3 separate regions of the Mus musculus genome follow, and regions 2 and 3 are each linked to region 1. The links are chromatin contacts, called in public ChIA-PET and Hi-C maps. All regions are on one chromosome and are shown on one strand. The core of a region is the stretch at or near the end of the contact, and the rest is flanking DNA. Distances in the headings are between cores, read along the strand shown.

Region 1 (3,475 bases), core at 247-2,746:
CCACTTCTACTTAAGGTTTTCTCATACCTTCTACTCGACTGTGGTGCTAGCAAATCGGAGAAACTAAGAGACACGGACACACGGACGGACACACACACACACATTGATGCAGTCGGCCTCAGTTTGAGGTGTGTGTGTGTGTGTGTGTGTGTGTGTGTTTGTGTGTCTGCGTATGTATATATAAATATATATCGTTTAGTCCTGCTTTTGCCTGAGGTTACTTTGATCACCTCCCTCTACTCCTCATGATAATTTGTTCATATTTCACTATGTCTAAGCATCACATTTTTTATTATGTCTCTCTGTATCTTATCAGTTTAATCACCATTTCTCACATTTGAAAAATTATAAGTAAATCTACTTGTTCCATAAACATAGAACTGATTCCAAAAGGCAAAAGACCCTTATTTAAGTTATGTGCACAATGACCTTAAGAAAAGAATCATAAGTACTCTATCTTTAATGACACAAAAGCACCTACTTTAGAAACTGTCCACTGTCATAACATGGGCTTCTAACCTCAAAACTCTTGAAGTTTTTTTAAAGCAAGGTTTAGTTTCACTTTGAATGCCCATTGCCTTCAATGCATAGAGTTGGTTTCTCTTTGGTTTTGGGGGAGTTTTAAGTAACATTGACACTTGTGAATAGACTTTTCTTCAATGAATCTTAAAACAAACAAACAAACAAGGAAGTCTCCATCATTTTTTTTAGGCAAACTTTCAAACACCAGAAAGATCTACAACAAAATTATTCCATTATCCCACAGACTCATGCTCAAAACATGTCTAAAGTGCACAGGGGAAGTTTAATGTGCATTTCCACAACCACAGCAAACTTGTACACAATAAGGTTGTCCTCCTATCCCTGATTGGCAGTCCTGTAGCCCAGCTTTAGTAAGGTAACATCAGGGGGTCAATTACTGAAGGATAATATTTCGTTTTCTGACTTTTTCAAAGTACAAGGACAGTAAATAAAAACGCCTAACTTTTAGAAAGATATTGAAGAAGGGGATTCCCATGACCCCGCAATAGAAAAATCTCAAGAATGATATTATTGCTGCTCTGTGGTGGAAAGTAATCCCAAAGACACAGCAAAATGACCTTACCTTCTCCACCGAGCCAGGCAGAAGTCTGTTTATGAGTTTGCACAACACTACCCCATTTTTCAGCGAGGACTTCAAGAACTCCTCTGGATCACAGACAGTCTTTTTGGGAGACTCTAGAACTCCCAAAGATATAAGCCATGTCACAAGGCGTTCTTCTGGATTCATGACTGAGGCTCTCGGACGCTCTGAACAGCTCTCGGGGCAGCTGTGAAGACTAAGCCACATCCGTGATTGCATCTGCTGCTGTCTTCCTTTTATGAGCGCTCTTCTGGTGCTTGCGGGGCAAAGGTTTAAGGCAACTTTTCTCTGACAACAGAGGAACGTGGGATTTCTAAACCACAGAGATCATACCTAAAGATATGGAAAGGAATGATAAGGAATGGACAAACTCCTGAGAGAACATCACTGGTTCTTTTTCGAAACTTGCAAAACAAACTCATTAGGTTTTTCTTTGGGGGGGTGGGGTGGGGGGAGGAACACGTACAACAGTGCAAGAAGCTGTAAGGAAAGGAAGTGAGGAGGATGCTGGGGAGGCAGAAAAGTCAGCAAGTGCTCGTGGAAACCGGAGTGAGCCAGCACTTTACAGAGCCTTGGAAATGAGACACGCATGGGGCAGACTGGGAAAACACTGTCAATACAGTCTAGTCTCAGTGAAAAATCTGGCTTCTGTCAGGAGGAGGATGCCAACTGGCTCTTAGGTCAGACAGATCTGAGCCTCGTGGGGAGCTGTGCTGGTAAAAGAGAGCTCAAACAAAGACTTAGGTGGACTGAAAAAATTCCTCCCAGAAATGGCCGGATGTCCTCAGACAATCTCACAGTGACAGTGTGTGTCACGATCATGCCTTCTTTACAAAACATGTGGAGCCGCATGGTGACAAACTTGCCAAGCAAAGGAAGATTGTCCCTGCTGTCAGCCATCGCTGCATTTAAGCAGAAGCTGGAAGAATGGCATTTTACGTTGTAGCCAAAAAAGCTATGTTTAGGGAAATAGGCTAAGGATAACATCTGACATCCTGTTTACTTGCATTCTTTAGCAATTCTTTTTCTGGACCTGGTTCCACTCCACAGTCCAGCTGCAGCACCCTTAGCAAAGGCTTAGACACAGTCACAGAAAATGAGGGAAATATGTTTGGAGACAGAGCACTTGAGAACAAAAGAGCACTTGTCTTCTCTGTCTACACTACAGACTGAAAGATTCACTTCTTGTCATCAACAAACACGATGCATTTAAAATAGTGATCTGCAAACCAGCCTCGCTCATGAATCCAGAGAGGTTTGTTATTGTCAAACACTTTTAGTACCAGGTAAAATAGTCATACTATAGAGAAATTTATGATAAGGCAGAGTTTAATTGTATAGCTCAATGTTGGCAAATGCAGGCCGTCAGCACCTCTCCACATGTATGTGAGGCATCCAGTTAATTATAGCTGTTTCCCGCTAAGTCTCACAATCCTGTTCTTGTTGTTCTCTGTCTCCCTGCTTTTTTTGATGGTGATAGTGATAGGGATAGTTTCTTGTAGCTGAGGCTGACTTTGAACTCCTGATTCTTCTGCCTCCTCCTCCCAGATGCGAGGATTAGAGGCATGCAAAATCAAATCCAGTTTACGGGGTGTTTGGGGTTGATCCTAGGATGTTGTACACACTAGACAGGCACTCTACCAACTGAGCTATAGCCCCAGGCCAATTGAATAATTTTAATATTTACAGGCTATTTCATTACAATCATGCACAGTCTAGATCAGTGGGTCTCAACCCCTTTGGATATTAGAGGACCTTTTTAGAAAGATCACATACCATATATTTCAGAAGTCATATGTTTGTATTATGATTCATAACAGTAGCAAAATTACACTAATGAAATAGTAACAAAATAATTTTATGGTGTATGTGGGATGGGGGTTCACTTCCCTAATCCAGGAGCTATCCCTAATTAATAACCACTCAGAAATGAAAACTTAATTTTCTCCAAGAGAATATCATGGACTATACAAACCACTCTTATTATAAGGACAGGCAGGCCCTGTTCCCAGCAGTAGCTAGGCAACTCAAAATGAACTCAATGGCAACTTTGGACGTTCTTTGTCTCATAATACTTTGTCAAGGTATGGTTTTGTTTTTACTTTATTCTTTTTTAAATCACATAGGTCCATAGGTCCTTTGTATTTATATTGTGGCTTCTGGCTCTGTGTTTTCCCGTGTGTGTGTGTGTGTGTGTGTGTGTGTGTGTGTATGTGTGTGTGTGTGTGTGTGTGTGTGTGTGTGTGTGTGTACAGGTGTCATTGCATCTATCTGTGTTGTTTGTGCTTTTTCTTTGGCTCTTTTTCTTCTGTTTGCTTGTTTTAATGCATTTTGACTTGTTTGTTTTTGTCT
Region 2 (3,449 bases), core at 601-3,100, 150 kb before region 1:
CAGTAGCCTAACAGATTGCCTAAAGCTGCAGCAATCAAGAGCTTGGTGCCTTTGGGATGTTTTTCGAGATAGGAAGTGTAATAAGATAGTGGGAGTCTCTGTGCAACTCTGTCTTAGGCCCAACACCCACCGACCTGTTACAGGAGAAACCTGGACTCATCACAGCTCTGTATCGCCTATTATAAAAAGAGCCTTCATAGTGTGAAGGTCAAAGACACAGAAACCAGACACACGTGGAATTTTTCTCTGTGATACATATGAGCTTGACTAAGTAACTCGACTCTTCCTAGCTTTCACATTGTTGCTGGAGCTGCAATGATATATAGCTTCTTAGGTCATAGCCTGGACTGGGGACAGCATGAGTACTGGAACCCTGTGAGTCCCATACTGTTTCCTTACTACCTACGATGCACACTGGGAAGTGCAGTGGTAATTTGCATCAGAGACCAAACAGATGAGGCATAGGGTAGAGAAAGAATAAATAGCATTGCAGGGTGCGGCTCTGAAACCATCCACAAGAAACACAGATTTCCTCTATATAAGGAAGGTCCAAGTTGTGTGGCTGCCAGAAGAGTTTAGAGAAAATAGGGAACTACATAGGGATTCCTGGAGGAGAAACAGCTGAGGTTGGTTCTAAATGGGTGGGAAGCATTGCAGATAAGGAGAACAGGTCAAGGCATGATGAGAAGGGATAAGAATGCTGGGCTGTGGGCTGAGGACTAGAAGGATTTTTAAGAAGGTAAAGTGCTTGTTGTGAAAGTCCCAGGACCTGTCCTCAGATCCCAGGCAATCACATAAAAGTCCCACATGGCAGCGTACTCTGTAACCCTATGCTGAGGGACAGGCAGGGAAGGAAGGCCTGGAGATAGCCAGGCGATCTGTGGAGCTTGCTGGATAGCCAGTCTAGCAGAAATAGAAAGCTCAACACTTGAAAAGGGAGTCAAGAAAACACCCAACATCACATCACATTCTTGCCTACACACACACATTCACAAGGATTTTCAAACACACACACACACACACACACACACACACGGGGGGGGGGGGGCGGGCAAGAGAGGAGGGTGAGCTGTTGAACTAAATGTGTACCTTGTTTACAGAGTGTTTTGTGGGTGGATTACAAGAATAACAAAGACTCCTCTGATGGTCCAAACTCCTTCATTTTAAGTCTAATAAATGGAGATGCTGAAAGAGAGGTCTGTACCATCAGACAGCTGACCAAGAATGCACACAGACCTTCACACTAGTCTTCAGATCTCCTCCCCTGGAGGTGCGTCACTAGGCTGGGAAAATTTGGGGGACAGAAATCTTGCTGCAGTCAAAACTGAATGGTGTATAGGAAGGAAATGAGATGAGCCTGATAAAGGGGGGCATGGTTTCTTTTGGGGTTGATGAGAAATGTTCTGGAATTAGGCGATAACAGATGGTTATACAACTATGCATGTGGCAAGGATTTTTAAAGTCTATACTTTAAATGAGTGAATCCTATGGTGTGGAAATTGTATGTCAATATAGGTACCACAAAAAAATACTGACTGAATCCATTCTGAGTTATGTCTCAGAACAGGGCCATGTCCACTAGAAGGAGAATGGAGCTAATGAATGCTAGAATAGAACGATATTTGTTAAAGAATACATAACTACTCTGGTATTTCATACATCCAAGCCGAAAACCAAACTAAAATAAGACAAAAACAAAAAACAAAAGAGCTAACACCACCACCGTCGAAGTGAGGTCTTCTAGTCATCTTCTGAAGTCCTTACATTCAGCTTTAGATGCTGTTTCTTCAGCCCTTCACTTCCCTCACCCAGGATGCCCTTGATCTCTTCATAAACAGTGGAGATCACATGGTGCCCAGGTGTTAGGTTCTGAGTATTTGCCAGGAGCTAGAGATGGGTGTGTGGAGACCCTGTGGTGAGAGAGTGCCCGAATCAAAGAGGTGCCAAGCAGCTCCTCAACTGACCTAGGTGACGTGATAAGCACCAGAGAGGACTTTCAGCCTGGATTCTCAGCCCAGCATAAGTTGTATGACTTCTCAGAAAATTCTAAAGGCTTCCTCCACTCTTATTTTAGCATAATGGTAAGTCTTCTGTGAACCAAAACAGACATGTGCAAAGTAATTTTCTTCCTTAAAAATAAGTTTTTAAAAACTCATACGAAAGCATTGAATCTATATGACTCCTGCCCCTTCACCTCCAATTCCTCCCAGGTCCTTCTCCAGAATTCATGATCGCCTCCTCACTTGTGACTGTTACATGAATATACGTACGTACGTGTGTGTGTGTGTGTGTGTGTGTGTGTGTGTGTGTGTACACCCATGAGTATATAACCTACTGAGTCCATGTCGGTTTGTTCACATGAGCACATTTACAGGGATGGTCACTTAGGATTGTACAATCTCTGTAGGAGTTTGTCCCTGGAGGAAACTGATTCTCCCCCTCTCACCTGCAGCTCTTTGTCTAGGGGTGGGACCATGTGAAAGTTTCCTTGCCCACATTGACATGACAACTGGTGGTGTCACTATATTGGCTTTGCTTAGGCAACTGTATTGTTGAGAGCTCATAGGTACATTTCTGAAGCAGAACACGGGTACTCTGAAAGGGGAAATGAAAAAATTAGGAGGCTATAAATATGGAGGTGAGAGGATGAGAGAGAGAAGGAAGAACAATAAATACACTAAGGGTATTTGAAAAAAAAACATGCAGAATCATATTAATTTTTACCTAGAATTACATATAAGATATATGTGCATATACATACCCAGTCTCTTATTTTTATCCATTTCTTTGCTTATGATCTAGCAAAGGAATAAGAGATTATTGACATTGTAGAGCTATTATAATAAGTACAGTTGTACAATGGCTCGTAAGGTTCCTGCACACACACCTCCATGTTTATGCATTACATAGCTCTATCTAGTTGCCTGCCTATGGGAAGTTAACGAGTAATAGGATAATACTCCCGTGGTTAAGTTATATTATGAAGCAAATATGGAAGATGTTGCAGATGTAATTAAAGCCCCAAATATCTTTAAACTAGTCAAAAAGACAGTCAACCTATTTGGGTCAAATGCAATCACAAAGGGTAACTAAGAGAAAAAAAACTGAGACAAATACTAAAGGAGCTGCATGGAGATCCACAGTGGGGCATTTGAAGTAATAATAGCTAGCACAATGATGTTTTCTAGGCCTATTCTCAGAGCCTTTGTTAGACCTCACAATGACAGTAGCTCCTGGAAAAAGCCTTCTTGCTGGACTCTGCTGATTTCTGAGGTGCTTGAGTGAACAGAGGTTTGGTCTGTTGCTATGTATTGTAATGCTTAATGGGGCCCCCAAGGCCTAGTTGCCCCAGAAGCAAGAGAGTCTGCATGTAGACCCAAGTGATCTTATCCCCAAGTTATTTCTTATTGGTGAATAAAGATAGGCAGAATCGAGATAGATGGGACTTG
Region 3 (3,350 bases), core at 600-3,099, 170 kb before region 1:
CACAGTCGGTACCACTGGAGGTTGAGATTTCAGGATGAGCACATTGATGTTTGACTTGATAGACTTTTATTTTTATTGCTTTTATTTTAAAATCACCTATGCATGTATATGCACATGAGCATGCATATTTGTGTGCATATGGGTGCCAGTGAAAAGATGTATGGAAGCCAGAGAACAACCTCAGGTGCCATCCTCAGGAATGTTGTCTACATCCTTTGAGATGAGGCCTCTTGTTGACTCACTTCTTAAGGGTGACTGGCTAGCATGCCTGTTAACAAGATGGACCTAGCTCTACTTCTTTGGCACTTGGACTTTGTTATGTGGTCCCAGCGAGGGAACTCGCACTCTCATGCTTGTAAAACAATGGCTATCAACTGAGCTGTCTCTTCTGCCCATGCATTTTTATTTTATTTTTTTTAAGCACAGAATCTCATGTAGCTCAGGCTGACCCCAAAATCTCTGTGATTCTGAGACCGGCCTTGAGCTCCTGCCCTCATGCCTCCACTGTCCAAGTGATGGAAGTATGGGTATGCAGAACAATGCTTGGTTCATTGTTTACACTTTTATAGCAAGGCAGGTTACTTTTATAACTATAAAGTAAAGACCAACAGAAGCATTTTAAAACAAAAAGAGTTTGAAAAAATGCCAAAAGATTAGGAAAGCATTTTGGGCAGCAGGTGGCAGGATTGTTTCAATGCTCTACTTCTCTCTGCCAGATTGGTGTACATCAGGAGCCCACGGGCATGCTAGCCTGGCATGACTAGAAGGCCAGGAAGACTGACATGAATCTGTTAAATAGAAAGGGTTCCAATTAACAGTGCTATGTGACCAGCTGCTACCAATGGGCCCCTGGGTGTAGGCTTATCATAGGTTTTTAAAGGTACTGTGGGGTGTGTGTGTGTGTGTGTGTGTGTGTGAGAGAGAGAGAGAGAGAGAGAGAGAGAGAGAGAGAGAGAGAGAGAGAGAGAGATATTCTCCATAGCAAGAACTGGTAAGATGCAAGAAAAAAAATAAGCATACAACTGTAATCTCAATACTGAGGATTCTGAAGTAAGAGGATTAAGCAATCAATGTCAGGCTGGGCTATAAGTAACTTTAAGTTTAGTAAGACCCTGTCTCAAAATCCAAACCAAACCAAAACTTATAAGTTAATAAAGTTTTTCTACAGCTTTATTGAAGTATATCTGATTCACAAAAATCTGTATTGATTTCATTTTTACACAGATGTACACACTCATTATATCACCTCCACACCTAAATGGGTGTCAAGTGCAGATCCCATAGATAGGAGCCCACCCATTGGTTAGATTATAGAGTTTATATTACATTGCTTACTCAAGAGGGTGCCAGTTTGGGGATAGCATTATTATATACACACATTCTCCAATGTCAGTGGGCTACCAGGGTACCTTGCTTTAGGACACTGAGACATTTGAGAGCAATGTATTTGATGCCTTGCAAGTTTCATGGCTCCAGTCTGCACATCTCTATAGATATATATTTGAAGAAGAAAATTCTAGAAATACAATTTTAAGATACCCTATCCCTCCTCCAAGCTTTTATTGTAACTTCCTTACAGCTGTTATCATGAGAGACATGTTGAAGCAGAGTGACTTTGTTCTATGATGCTTTTGAAAGATGTAGCTCTAAGAATGAACTCATCAACAGTTAAGCCACACTATCCCTTACACTACTCTGGTGTAAGAATGTACTGCATATCCTGCCCAAGATTGGGATTTTCTTCAAGTTTCTCCCCCTTGCCAACCCATTCCCTCTACATCCATAGGCCACATAGAGACACATACACATGTGCCTACACCGGTGTGAATATACATCTGTCTCAGGGCAGGAAGCTCTCATAAAGCCTATGTTCCTTTGTACTTTACCCTGCCAGATACCAGGCACAATCTCCTCCCACCACCCTGAGGCTGAAAGATTGCCTCAGTGCTAAAGAGCCAATGCTCAGCATCCTAACAAACATCTGCTATCCCAACTTTCCTCCTCCACTCCACTCTAAACACTCAACTTAGTATCTTTCGTGCACATTCCTCCATCGAGGTCTCTTGGAATGCAAGCAAGAGACCCATTAAAACTGGTTTGGTAAAAATGTGTCAAAGCATCATGGAGACACAGATAAAATGAAGATCGCATCCTATAGCATTCTTAAGCACCCAGAACAATACAGTTACCATTCCTGGCTTTCTCTCCAGAAGACCAAATCTTGTCCTCCATCTCAGTTTCTTTCTGTATATCTATTGTATTCTTTCCTTTTTACTTACTAGATACCTCAGAACTTTTGCCCTTATTATGTGGCCTCTCATACAACTTGCTGCAAATATGCCTTTTCATTCCACTTTAGCCAGATCTGGTGAATCTGAGGGTTCAGACTCTGAGATTTCCATATGCTAAGAAGAGGAACCTAATCGTTTAAGATCACCATTTATTTTAAAACCAGGCTTCAAGAATTCTACATAGGGAATTAATCTGTTTAAGAAAGGGGACATGATTGCATCCAATGCCTGCCAATTCAGCAGTCATCAGAAAGCACAGAGAAAGAATTGGCATTCTGGAGCCATTTAGGGGCCTAAGGGCAGTAGGCAGGCAAATGATCAGCATGTCTAGTACACTAAGCCTGAAAACTGGTCTGTTAAAAACTCTTGCCCATCATCCGGCCAAAGAACAGATACTTGAGTACACAGCTCCTCCCTGTCAAGGCTCAGAGCATCACAGAAGCAGGTACAAAAAGACAGTATGGGCTGGAGGTTGGATAGGACTACTACATAATAGTGTCTTCTGCACATGACAGAATCCTTGCACATAAGAACCCACATTAGCTGTGGTTGCCTACACAAGACAGGGACAAGATTAATCCAGTCAGCATTCCAGCATGAATAGGAAAGGGGCTCAGGAGGCGCCATCCCTAGATGAGGAGCTGCAGGCAGTTGCTTGGTACTGGGAGACGGATAGTGAGGTTTTTATGGGTACAGAGGGTCATGTTCAGGTACGTTGGTCAAGCTTCAGTAGATAGCCCAACACCCATGTATAGGCAGCACAAATTGTATTCAGTAGTTTTCATTTAAAGGGAAAAGACATTGGGAGGACGATGTGGGGAATATTCTGAGAGGAGGTGTATTTAAGGTGAAACAACCACAGGGGAAAAATAAATTTGAGGAAAACATTAACACCAAAAACCTTATGCCAAAGGGCTCCATTTTACCTAAAAAGCCATGGCAATCCTCCATGATGTTTCTGTAACCTGTCTTCAGGACTTCTAGAATTGATGAACAGGTCTTAAATTCAATCCCACCCTCCTGCTGAAAACTGTCCTAGTTCCTGCTCACCATTCCCCA

What was found. Hi-C and Micro-C count contacts between places; a contact is called where the count stands out from the background. ChIA-PET counts read pairs in DNA pulled down with a chosen protein or histone mark.
Region 2: a contact with region 1 is called in an RNA polymerase II ChIA-PET map of memory CD8 T cells, with 45 read pairs. The contact joins the enhancer-like site here to the promoter of Arhgef6 in region 1. A contact is called at or near these places in 2 of 39 promoter capture datasets (both in the 3T3-L1 cell line), 1 of 484 Hi-C or Micro-C datasets (CD8 T cells), 4 of 115 datasets of contacts at active chromatin or transcription factors (CD8 T cells, T-cell acute lymphoblastic leukemia, effector CD8 T cells and 1 more) and 2 of 9 other capture datasets (adipose tissue and liver).
Region 3: a Hi-C map of Th1 cells shows a contact between it and region 1, with 2.8 times the contacts expected there. The contact joins the enhancer-like site here to the promoter of Arhgef6 in region 1. A contact is called at or near these places in 7 of 39 promoter capture datasets (the 3T3-L1 cell line, 3T3-L1-derived adipocytes, hippocampal neurons and 2 more), 1 of 15 datasets of contacts at CTCF or cohesin (pro-B cells), 3 of 484 Hi-C or Micro-C datasets (CD4 T cells, Th1 cells and double positive thymocytes), 1 of 115 datasets of contacts at active chromatin or transcription factors (the SCID.adh cell line) and 1 of 9 other capture datasets (liver).

Annotation. Positions count from the first base shown.
Region 1 is chrX:57,337,233-57,340,707 of GRCm38.p6, forward strand. It overlaps Arhgef6 (Rac/Cdc42 guanine nucleotide exchange factor (GEF) 6), which reads right to left and starts at 1,497. Exons shown (of 22, transcript NM_152801.2): 1 at 1,106-1,497. The coding sequence starts at 1,342.
Region 2 is chrX:57,187,696-57,191,144 of GRCm38.p6, forward strand. No RefSeq gene overlaps it. Among named protein-coding and RNA genes, the nearest start is that of Gm14718, 11 kb to the right of the region's middle. Within about 2 kb of position 1,851, at least 26 of the 459 cell types and tissues checked have an H3K27ac peak or open chromatin away from gene starts, as enhancers often do. A contact at or near this core is called in CD8 T cells, T-cell acute lymphoblastic leukemia and memory CD8 T cells, where this site is marked.
Region 3 is chrX:57,166,057-57,169,406 of GRCm38.p6, forward strand. No RefSeq gene overlaps it. Among named protein-coding and RNA genes, the nearest start is that of Gm14718, 33 kb to the right of the region's middle. Within about 2 kb of position 1,850, at least 4 of the 459 cell types and tissues checked have an H3K27ac peak or open chromatin away from gene starts, as enhancers often do. A contact at or near this core is called in Th1 cells, where this site is marked.